Regions from separate parts of the Gossypium hirsutum genome. Here region 1 is linked to region 2. The links are chromatin contacts, called in public Hi-C maps. All regions are on one chromosome and are shown on one strand. Each heading gives the region's core, a stretch centred on a gene start, on an enhancer-like site or on the middle of the called end of the contact. The rest is flanking DNA. Distances are from core to core; before and after follow the strand shown.

What was found. Hi-C and Micro-C count contacts between places; a contact is called where the count stands out from the background.
Region 1: a Hi-C map of hypocotyl shows a contact between it and region 2, with 2.7 times the contacts expected there. The contact joins the promoter of LOC107889150 here to the enhancer-like site in region 2. A contact is called at or near these places in 3 of 34 Hi-C or Micro-C datasets (hypocotyl and leaf).

Annotation. Positions count from the first base shown.
Region 1 is chrA09:63,362,476-63,368,769 of Gossypium_hirsutum_v2.1, forward strand. LOC107889150 reads right to left here and starts at 2,656. Exons shown (of 2, transcript XM_016813487.2): 1 at 2,500-2,656; 2 at 1,906-2,207. The coding sequence starts at 2,618. The coding sequence ends at 1,997. LOC107889151 (vacuolar protein sorting-associated protein 41 homolog) reads right to left here. Exons shown (of 19, transcript XM_016813489.2): 19 at 5,509-6,254. The coding sequence ends at 5,832.
Region 2 is chrA09:63,293,729-63,299,772 of Gossypium_hirsutum_v2.1, forward strand. No RefSeq gene overlaps it. Among protein-coding and RNA genes, the nearest start is that of LOC121206113, 21 kb to the left of the region's middle. Within about 2 kb of position 2,938, at least 9 of the 9 cell types and tissues checked have an H3K27ac peak or open chromatin away from gene starts, as enhancers often do. A contact at or near this core is called in hypocotyl and leaf, where this site is marked.

The sequences.
Region 1 (6,294 bases), core at 1,406-3,905, 68 kb after region 2:
TATCTATAAATCATTTTTATGAATTATATACTATTATACAAGAGTTTTTCTTAAACATATAGTTACATTGGTTATAAAAGGCACTTCTTATGATGAAATATCATTTTCTTATGCACGTGTTGTTAGCCAATAAAAAGAAAAGTTATATTCTACTTATTCATCATTCTACTATGCCTTTTTTGTTTTAATTTTTAAAATTTCAATCTTAATCAAATTATTTAAATTATGCCATTTTCTAAATTTTATACTGCAAATATATTATTTTGTGTGTTATTATGTCAACTTATTATTTTTTATAATATTATAAAAAAATCAATTAATGAGACTTAAATTTCGAAAAAGTATAAGAACCATCAATGATACAATTGGAGAACATGTATTAAGTCAACAATTTTATGCATTATACATAAATAATAGCATAGTTTAACCAAATAAATTGATAAATATAAAGATTAAAATTGATAAATATAAAAATTATAAAAACTGAAATTAACTATATTAAAATACATATATTAATAAATAAATAAATTAATAGCAAATTTTGAAAAATAAAGAAATTTTGTCGTAGGTCGGGAAGCTACAATTAAGTAAAACAACATATCATCGTATCAGTCATATTTTGATATAACGAAAATTTGTAAGTTTATAAAGAAATATCATTATATATAGATGCCATGATGAGTTTCCACATAGTTTATTTTTATGATCTGTCAATTCTTTATATAAATGAAAAATTGTAACTTTATAAATAGGATTAATATGTTTTTAGATTGGAGAATTAATATATTTTTAGTTTTATATAACAAGGAGAGATATAAAAGAAATACAAACGTAATAAATTTATTATTCTATTCACTGCACAGATGAGATTATAATGCTCTCAAGTGTTTTTCAGTTAAGTCGGAAAAAAAAAATACATAGGTTAAAGTATTATAGAAATCTTGTATTTTGGTTTTTATTGAGAGTTAAATGTTTATTTTTTTTTAAATATAGTCTCCTTTCGTAGCACGTTTTGTTTGTTTTAGTAACATGTTTTATTTTTCATTTGCTTTTATGTTTTTTTTTTCTAGATTAGTGGAATATTTCGATCGCTAGCGAAGGAGATGGAGAACGTGTTAGCAAATTTGCATATTGATGATGGTGAGGAGGAAGCGTGGCAGATTAATTTGGATTTTATAATGATAGATCTATCCACTGTTCTCTATTTAGTCAGTGTTTTCTAAATACTAGTGTGATGAGTTTTCAATCTATGCAAATAACTTTAGTAAATCTTTGGCATCCATCGGGTGGGGTTTCGATAACGGAAGTGGAAAGAAAAGGAAAGAAAAGGTATCTATCCTGATTTCATTACGAAGTAGATTTGTATAGAGTAGTGAATAGTGCTCCATAGATGTTTAATAACCATCTTCTTAATTTCCGCAAGCTTAAAGACAAGGAAGATCCGTTCCTTTATTATTATTTTTTTTTCAGATTTTTAGGTTAAGTTCATGATATCCTGCATGGATTAATGTCTGAAACAATAGTCAAGCAATTTGGAGATTTCATTGGGAGTTCTGTTGCTTATATGCTAAATCAATTGCTAATGGTGTTAGTAGCTATATATGTATTCGAGTGAGGGTGGATGTGTGGCATCTACTCGAAAGGAGGAAGAAAATAGTGCTCTCGCAATCAAAGCAGGTCAACGAAAAGAAAATAGTGCTAAGGGAGGAAGGCAGTTTTCGAGGAGTGATTTTATGGATAGGATGAACTTAAATCTTGGAATTAAGGTAATTCCATCAGGTAATGGATGGATATCAGGTTGGGCCGAATGGATATCGGTAAAGTAATGTATCAAATATACCATTTTGATAAATAATCTTGTAGTGGGCCAAATTTGTCTGGTCCGAGCAAACAAAAAACAAAACAAAAAAAATCAAAAAATATTATAATAGTCCTTACAGTCCAATTACAGAAACTAGTGGCCCAACTACAAGAACAGGCCCAACAGGCCTATAGCTCAGTTACATGACCCAAATTCAAAAAAATAACCTAATACAAGCCCAACCTCAAAATTACATCGGCCCAAATGGCCCAAAAATTTTAGAACAGAAACCCTAGCAGTTCCTGCTTGCGCCTCAGCCTCCCACGCGCGCCACCACCTCCGTACGATGCCAGCGCCGTACGCTCCGTACCGTCCAGCAGCCACGCCCGCGCCAGCACATCCGCACCTGCAGAGAAACAAACAAGCAACAACAGCAAATACAAACAAAAGAAAAATATTGTATGATTATTTTGTTAAATTTCTTTTCTCTCTTTTTCGGCTATAAGGCCGAGATTTCAATCCTTGTAATCGGTTACGAACGAAAATATACGCACAGAGAATACAAAAAAGCAGAGGTGACTTCTTTCTTCCTCGAATCCTTTTAGTTTTCTATGCATCGTTTCGTTTCTAGTTTGGGTCATTCACCATTACTGTTTTAAAGAAAAATAAACAAAAGAACGGTGACAGAGGAGCCTTACCGTGCAAGCGAGCCATGGTTTTCTTCTCCCTTCTTCGTCGAAATCGAAGTTGAGGAGGGATTTCGGGCTAAGATTCCCTCAGGCTCGAAGAGTCCCACACGATGAAGATGAATCGGCATTTAGCAAAGGGGATTAGGGATTTGAAAATAGGCAGAATGGGTGCTTGTTGATTCGGTTGGTTTAGTCCATATAAGAGACTGGGAACGGCGCCGTTTTGACCAATTTTAACGGTCTAGATACGGCGTCGTGTGGTGGCTTTCACCCAATGACCCGACCCACGCCTGGTTAAGACCCATGTGTTAGGTCAGAAAGGGATATTTGCACCTTAAGTCCACTTGTTCGGCGTTGTGTCATGATTGAGTTCTACCAGCTTTTCCCTTTGTTTTTTTAATTTATACATTTAATTTACAAGTGAAATCAATTCGATCCACCCTTCAACGCAGCACTCAGGGATCTCGTATATTGCCAGTTTTAACCCCTATGAGTCTGCACGCGTTAAGCTTTGGTCCTTCCTCTAATTTCAGTAATTTATTGTATTTATTAATTATCCTTTTAGTTTCATTTTTGTTTCAATTGAGTTTCTTTTTATTTACTCATTACTCTCAGCATATTTTATTCTTTGAAACCCTTTTATTTTTGAAAATTTACTTATTATTCACCTTTTAATATATTATTTTGGAGTATTTTATTAAGTTTTGCATGGTTTTAGTTTGTTATTCATATTTTCATTTATATATGTAAATATATCTCTACATGTAACTATATATATCTATTTGTTTATTTTCTTTTAAATTTGTTTGTTTAAAATGTTCTTTTATATATACATACATATACACTTTATAAGAAGGTTAATTCTTTTTATGCATTTTATTAATCTTATATTATTTTACATACATAATTCCTTTTAAATTTATTCTTATATATTATTACATGATCCTACATAATATATTTTTTAGGTTATTATTACGTAAGTACATATGTTTATCGATACCTATATTTGGTATATATATTACTATTAAATCTATGTATTTTACACACACAGTTTTCTTGATATACATATTTATATAAGCATGTTCTTAAATCCATTACATAGTTTATTATAAAATTAACTTAATCTCGTATGTATTTCTATGTTTTTTTACGAATGATTATTTTCAAAGTTATTTATGCATATATTTTGTAAATCTATTTTGTGAATTACATCTCATCATGTATTTTATTATCCTTTCATATTATATATTATTTGAATTATCATATATTTTGTAAACTCTTAAATGGACTTGTGTTTAAATTATTTTACATGCAATTTGATTCAAACTTCTATTCTATAATATTTATTTCGGTAATTATATATTCTTAGTTTCTATGCAAATTTTTCAACTTATGCATTATGTGTTTTAAAAATGTTCATTCTACAATATATGTTTTGATGATTGCATGTATATACCAAGTTTGTTTTTATAAATAGTTTCTAATTTATCAATCCATCAATTCATATAGTGTGCATCGCGTACTTACCATTGTTTAAAATAGTTTTATACCATATTGCTTCTTCGATTTGCATTTTGTTTCGTGCGACTAATAGTAATCATTTGTTATTATGCCATGTATGTTGTCGTTGCATATTATTTATTTATTGTCATGTTAATTATTCTCCATGCATGGTCGAAATTGAGTTGTATTTCCAAGTTAGCTATACTTAGTTGCTTAAGTGCTTGTTAGTTGATTAAATAAATTGCATTACCTCCACTCTTCCATTGTCGTATTTTATGCGTACGTATATTACCCCATATCATCGTTTTCCACTTGGTTTTTGAAATGTGGTTTTATAAAATCCCAATTTTTATGATTAATTTCGTCTTATTTCAAATCGAATTAATGCATTTTAAGCTAGTTTCACAATTATTTAAGAATTCTTTAAAACGAAGGTAATATTCGATATTTGGCAATTCGCGGAATCGTGCCCTAACGTGTTGGGTTGCAATTTCTCGTTTGCTCAAAGTAATCGAAGGTTCCTTTAGAATTTCACCCATGTCTTTAAAAAATCCTTTAAACGAAGGCGATGTTCGATATTTGGCGATTCGCGGAATCGTGCCCTATCGTGCTGGGTTTCAATTTCTCGATTGTTCAAAATAATCGAAGGTCCCTTTTGAATTTCACTCATGTCTTTAAAAAACTCTTCAAAACGAAGGTAATACTCGATGTTTGGCAATTCGGGGAATCGTGCCTTATCGTGCTAGGTTGCGATTTCCTGTTTGTTCAAAATAATCGAATATTCCTTTGGAATTTCACTCGTGCTTCCTAAAGCAAGGCAATGTTCAATGTTTGAAAATTCGAGGAATCGTGCCCTACCGTGCTGGGCTTCGATTTTTCGTTAGGACTGAATAATTGGGCATCCTTTTATACTTTTCAACGTATAAACTTTCGGAAGTCAAAATTTATCGTTGTTTTCGGGGGTATAAAGGATAGTGTCCTACCGTGCTGGATATGGTGCTGCATTCCTCCGAAATAAGAGAATTTTGGCAACCAACTCGAGCCATTCAAATATTTCAAAAGGAATCACCTTTCAAAAACTCTTTTTCAAATCTTAGACATAAGGACAGTATTTAATCGATTTGGTACCAATTTTGGGCGTAGTGAGGGTGCTAATCCTTCCTCATACGTAACCGACTCCGGAGCCTATTTTCTCATATTTTCGTAAGACCAAAATCGTTATTTTAGTAAAAAGAAATATTTTATTAAAATAACTGAATTTCTAGGTGATACGATCACACTTAAACAAAAAGGATTGGTGGCGACTCCATGTTTTATTTTCAAAAAGTCGATTCCCCATTTTTTTATTAAACTTAAAATTTCGAAAGATGGTTTCGACAAATCTCATGAGCATACCATATACCATTTGAGTTATTAATTTTTAATTTTTAATTTTTTTTATTATTGGATTAAAAAGGGCCAAAAAGAACATCTCTTTATCTACAACATCGGCAATGTATAAAAAACAGATTGTGATAGAGGTCAAGCTCTCGCTGCAAATCGTAGCATATTATTTCATTAAAAACTTTGTTTAGAGTGCAAGATACACTACATAAATCATCAACCGCCAAAAAGGATTAATTACACTTTCCAATAATTACATGGATGAGGATCTATACAATACAAAAGTTGCCATTAATTGAGGCACAACAGCATTCAAGAGAACAAGAGGGCAAGAGAAAGAAAGAAAGAATCATGAATGTCGACAGGCAGGAGCACAAGGTAAGCAAAACCTAAACCACGACCCAAAAAAATTTTGCGACACACGACACGCACATATAAAGGCATGCAAACCAAACTTAACTCGTCGCTGTAGTACATAGAATACATCGCATCCGAGGACCACCAGCCTCGCTACCATTGTCATCCTCCTGCTCGTCCTCATACTCATACTCATATAACCCCTCAGAGGGACCTCCAGTCCCTTTTTTGTTGGTGCTATTAGTTTCAGTAGATTCCATCAAGCAAGTCGTGTGATAAGCATGGCAGCAAAAGAACACGACGACTGATACGTTTTGTATCGAGAAAGGATCAAAACACATGCAACATCTGCCACCTCCCCTTGTTTTAGATTTAACCTCCATATTTCTTACACTAGGTGTTATGACTTGAGAAGCTCTACTGGCATCCCTCTTGGATCGTGCATCATCTTCTTCATTACTCAAGCAAACTGCTCGTTTCGCTTCATTGTAGTATTTTACCGACAGGTTAACACAATCAGCCTGTATATTTCACATTTACACCAAATGTCACGTTTCTCAA
Region 2 (6,044 bases), core at 1,688-4,187:
GTACCAAATCGATTAAATACTGTCCTTATGTCTAAAATTAAAAATGTTTTTGAAAGGTGGTTCTTTTTTAATAACAATTGAATAGCCCGAGTTGGTTGCCAAAAATCTTCTTGTTTCGAAGTCCGAAAGTTTATAATTTGAAATTGACAAAAGGTTGCCCAACTATTTGGTCCAACAAAAAATCGAAACCCAGCACAGTAGGGCACGATTCCTCGAATTTCTGAAGATCGAACATTGCCTCACTTTAGAAAATACGAGTGAAATTTCGAAGAGATATTCGATTATTTTGAACAAACGGGAAATTGCAACTCAACATGATAGGGCACGATTCTCGAATTATCAAACATCGAGTATTGTCTTCGTTTTGGAAGGTTTTTTTATAAACACGAGTGAAAGCCTAAAGGAATATTCGATTGTTTTGAACAAACGAGAAATCACAACCCAGCACGATAGGGCATGATTCCCGAATTGTCAAACACTGAGTATTACCTTCATTTTTAAAGGATTTTTAAAAGATATGAGTGAAATTTTGAAAGGAAGCCCGGTTATTTTAAGCAAACGCAAAATTGTAACCCAACACGTTAGGGCACGATTCCTCGAATTGCTAAATATCGAACTTCGTCTTCGTTTTGAAAATTTTTTGAATGAATAATTATAGAACTAGTTGAAGACATGTTAATTCGATTTGAAATAAGACGAAATTAACCATAAAATTTGGGTTTTTAGAGAATCACCTTTCAAAAATCAAGTGAAACGATGATATGGGGTAAAGGCACATATGATGATACGATGCTTAATGATTAAGAGTATTGATTGAATAGAAGAATAAGCAATTAATCTAAAAATTGTGACCTAATTTTGATCATGTATGAATAATAATTAACAAGATGGATACCATGCAAGGAATGTATATGTATATATATAAAACAACCAATAAAGTATATGCAAAACAAAATGGAATTTAGAAGTCGAAATGGTGTAAGATTAACAAACTCATGCTATATAAGTTGACAAGCTTGAATAAAAACTTGGAACACACATAACTATTGAAATAGATACTAGAAAATGAAAGTTTGAATTAAATCGTATGTAAAATGATTAAAATGCAAATTCATTTAAAAGTTGGCAAAGTATGATAATTTAGATAAAATATGATGCAAAATAATGCTAAAGAATGCACAAAATAAATTTATGAAACATATGTACATGCAAGTTTATAAAAAAAAGGGGCATGAGATTAATAATAAGACATATATAAAATTTTAAAATAGTCTAAGAGTTATACGCATACCCTTATATCATAATATTTAGATAATATGCTATATGTAAAACACAAAAATAATATGATATATAAATACACTCAAAAATAATAATTTTATAAGTATACAAAAAAGAAGTTTCCAAGAATTATTTCATATATATATAGAGAATATTTAATAAATCATAAAACGAAAAGTATTTTAAAATAAGAAGTCTATTAGGGTAATAAACATATTAATATATAAATATATGTGTCTAAAAGTAAGTACATGCAAATTCATAGATAAGGTATATACATCCTTAATAATGTGTATGAATCAAATACATGTACTAATATAAATGGATACAAAATAACTTAAATCCTATGTGAAACATATATAAAACATATTTGAATAATAAAAGAAATATATTGACATGCAAAGATATATATATAGAGTCAAAAGCAATTATGTATAAAAATAGATAATCATTATTATAATATATACATACATATATAATAATATAAATGAAACAAATATTTAAAATGTATAAAACATGATGTTAACATTGTTAAGAGAAAACAGTTTATAACAATGGAATAACCATGACCTAAAATTAAAAAATAATTAATTAAGAACACACAAAAGGGCTATGAACTAAAGGACTTAATCAAAATTAAACTAAAACAAGAGGGGGAAATTAAGAAAATGGAACAAATGAAAAAAATGGACCAATGCGCGAGGCGCGATAATGCAGAAGGATCTAAACTGGAAATATACCGGTCCTCACAATGCAGCATTAAAACGCGGACTAAATTACAAACACGCGTAAATTGTAAAGCCAAATTAAAAAGAAGGAAAACGAAATAAATAAGGCCATATTGAATGCCCATACAAAAAGGGAGGGCCTATAGAGAAATTACCCCCTCTCCGCCAGAATGCGCGGGTCATAGGGGCTGGGAATCGGGTCGACCGGGTCTTATATACATGGCACCGTTTTGGAGCCATTGACACAGGCCCAAACGGTACCCTTTTTGGTTGCTTAAAAGGGGCCCCAAAGTCACACCATCTGGCTTAAGTAATGAAGAAAGGGGAACCCTAGCATTTTTTGCGCTGTTCAGCCCTTGTTCTATTCTCACATATGGTGAATGGCGCTTCGATGGTGCCCTTTTTGTGCCCTTGTTTCGTTTCCCGCGCCGTGGTCTGCGAATTTTGGCCTTGGAATCCTCTCACCCTTCGACGCCGACAAAGATGGTGGATTCTAGTGGCTCGCATGTGAAGGTAAGTCCCTTTTTTCTTTACTTTATTTACTCTCGAATAATAAAGAAGAACACAAGACAAGGAACAAGCAAAAGAAAGGGAACGCCTGCAAATCTAAATCGGAAACATCACCTTCGAATCTTGGTGGCCTTTTCTTTGTATTCAATATGCAAATAGTGTCTGTTTGTATTGCGTTTTCAAACATGTCCTTTATTACCAGGTTAAAATCTGGCTTTATAGCCGGAAAGAAAGAGGAAAAATAAATCAAAATACAACATTTTCTTTGTTTTGTTTTTTTTCACTGCTGTGTTTGCCTCATTCGTTTAAAGGTACAGAGTACGGGGTACGGGCGTGGCGCCAGGAGGCTGGGGCGTACAGAGCTGTTGACGTGGCTGTTGGAGGCCTGGAGGCTGAGTTGTACGGCGCCTGAAGGCTGCTGGGGTTGCTGTGGCGCAAGCCAAGGCTACTAGGGTTTCTGCCTTGGCTTTTGTTTTAGACCTTGGGCCTATTGGGCCATACGAGTTTTGGGTTAAGGTTTTACACTTAAGCTGGTTAGCTTGTATTCGGTATGGGCTTAGCTATTGGACTGTGGTTTTTTATTATTATTTATTTATTTATTTTATATATAGGTTTGGGATTTTTTAGCAGGCCCGGGCCAAAATTGGTCACTACAATATTCAATATTCAATAGAGTAGACCTCGGGTGTTTAGAAGAACTTACAACTGTATCTTTGCTCCCAAACCTAATCTGATAAGCATAATCTAGCTATGTGATCAAGGAGGGCGCGAGAACATTTGATAATTATTATAGATTTGTGGAGCCAATACATCAAACCTTGAATTGTGGGTTGAATCTCTTGGAGATGTACGCTTTAGAGGCTCGTTGGTTAGATAGAATATTGTTCGTGGTTTGACCAAGTTAGGGGAAGCAATTCATAAGTTGTGCAGTGAACGTTTGAAAGAGAAACAACGACATGAGTCACATCCTTGGTTGTAATTTGTATGAAGAACTAGTGTATGGCCCAAATTCTGCCCGGGCCCAACAACCAAAAAATCAAAATAAAAATAAATAAAAATAAATAAAAATTATAACAGTCCATTAAATGTTTAAAGCCCAGTTACATAACCAGTGACCCAATAACTAATGTGCCCTACAGCCCAATACCAATTACTAGCCCGTTGGGCCCAGTGTTCTGAGAAAGGAAACCCTACAGCGTCCTCATCACTTCCGCGCCGCAACCACAGACGAGCCCCACCCCCAGCGCCGTACGCTCGTGCCTCCACGTCAACAGCCCTCGTACACCCACGCCAAGCGCCAATACGACCCCCGTACACGCGCCTTGCTCCGCACCTATAAACAAAAACAAACAAAATGACAGTAGGACAACAGCAAATGGTAGCAAAGAAAAAATAGCAAGGAATTTCTTTGTATTTTTTCATTTGATTTCGGCTATAAAGCCATTTTTCTTTTATTTGTAACGGGGGGAAACTCCTTTTCTAAAAAAGGCAATATACTCACACAAAAAAAAGAGCTGATTCACATATTGAATAGAAAGAAATAACAAAAGGTGATTTCTTTGGTTTTTCTTCTAGGTTTTTTGCTTTAGTTTTCTACGAGTTGATTCGTTTTCTCGTTAAGCCTATCTTCATTGTTTTGTTAAGAGATCAAAGAATAAGAAAAGAAGGGCTTACCTTCGCGAACGAGCCATTGGGGACGATTTCCTCTTCGCCAAAAATCAAAGCTCGGAATCGATCTCTCGAGGCTAAAACTCAGTCTCTATACGAGGACCAAAGTGGGGAGATAAGATGGTTCCTCTACGTGCCATCGCCTACCAACTTCAATGGTGGAATGAGGATGGTCGGTTAGCAGAACGAAGAAGAGGGGGGCACTTAGGTTTTTCCTCCCCTTTCCCATCATTTGTCTGCTGCGGCGCTTAGGAGTGTCTTAGGTTTTTCTTTTTCTTTTTAACTTACAGAGGGAAACGACGTCGTCTAAGGCATGGTCTGATAGCCCTAAAAACGACACCGTACAAGCCATGTCCAATTGGACCCGATCCGAATGCCCCTGAGATTCGCGCATTTTCGTGGTGAGGGGTTATTTTCCATATCGGTCCCTTTCCTTTCGCGCTTCAGTTCAATCAGCCCACGCTTATGTTTCATTTTCTTAAAATTGCTCTTGTGATTTGCATACGTTCGCGCTTTAGTCCGTATTTGCACATAGCGTTTTGGAGTCCGGAATAATTCCAGTTTTGGTCCTCATATATTTGTATACATCATACGCTGGTCCCTTTTGTTATTTTGGCAGTTGTTTTCATTTATAATTTGTCTCTCTTATTTTAATTCAATTTCAATTGAGTCTCCTTTTTTTATTTATTCATTTTATGGTTTATTATCGTTTTTAAGACACATCCAATATTTTTTATCCTTGTTTATTTTTTTATATTATAAGTTATTTTAATGATTTGATTTCGTTTTTAATCACTTTTGTAATGTTTTTTTACATACACTACTATATATACACATATACTTTATATCAAAGTTAATTTTTTTTATTTCATATATATATTTAACCTTGTATCATTTTATACATATGGCTTCTTTTGAATTTATTCTTATATTTTATTATATAATCTTACATAACATATCCTTTAAATTATTATATATTTTTATCGTTATCTATATTTGGTCTATATATATTATTAGACCCATGTATTTTAATGTGTATTTTTGCTATGATAATATGTTTTATATATATGTTTTATATAGATTATTTTTATACTTGCCCATAATAGCATATGTATTTGACTTACATACATTTTTTAACCTATACGTATTATCATTTTCTATACGAATTCACATGAACTTACTTTTAAATTTATGTATATTAATACATTCACTACTTTAATAGATTTTTCTATTTTTAAAACCCCATTTGGCTTTGTGATTTATCAAGTGCTTTCAATACATATATGAAATCATTTTAGAAACTTTACCTTTATAATTTTAAAGATCATTATTTTTGAGTTTTTCTCGATATTATATTTATGTTTTTATATAGCCTCTTGTTTAAATATGCTTAATAAAAGGGTGCGTGTATATTTTTATATCAACAATATGTATATATATATGTGTATATTTTATTATTAATCTCATGCTTTTTATAAACTTACGTATACATATGTTTTATAAATTTATTTTGTGCATTATGTCTTGTCATATATCTCCACTATTCTTTTGTATTGTATATATTTTAAATGATCGCATACTTTTGTCAACTTTTAAATAAATTTGTGTTGAAATCATTTTACATTCAATCTAATTCAAATTTTCATTTTCTAATATCTATTTCAATAATTATATATATATTCTTATTTTTATGTAAATCTGTCAATTCATACATTATGTGTTTTAAAATATTCATTCTATGATATATATATTTTGAGGATTGCATGTGTATATTAAGCTTGTCATTGCTTTACAATAATCTTATACCATGTTGCTTCTTTGGATTGCATTTTATTTTATGCCTCTAATAATTTTATTATT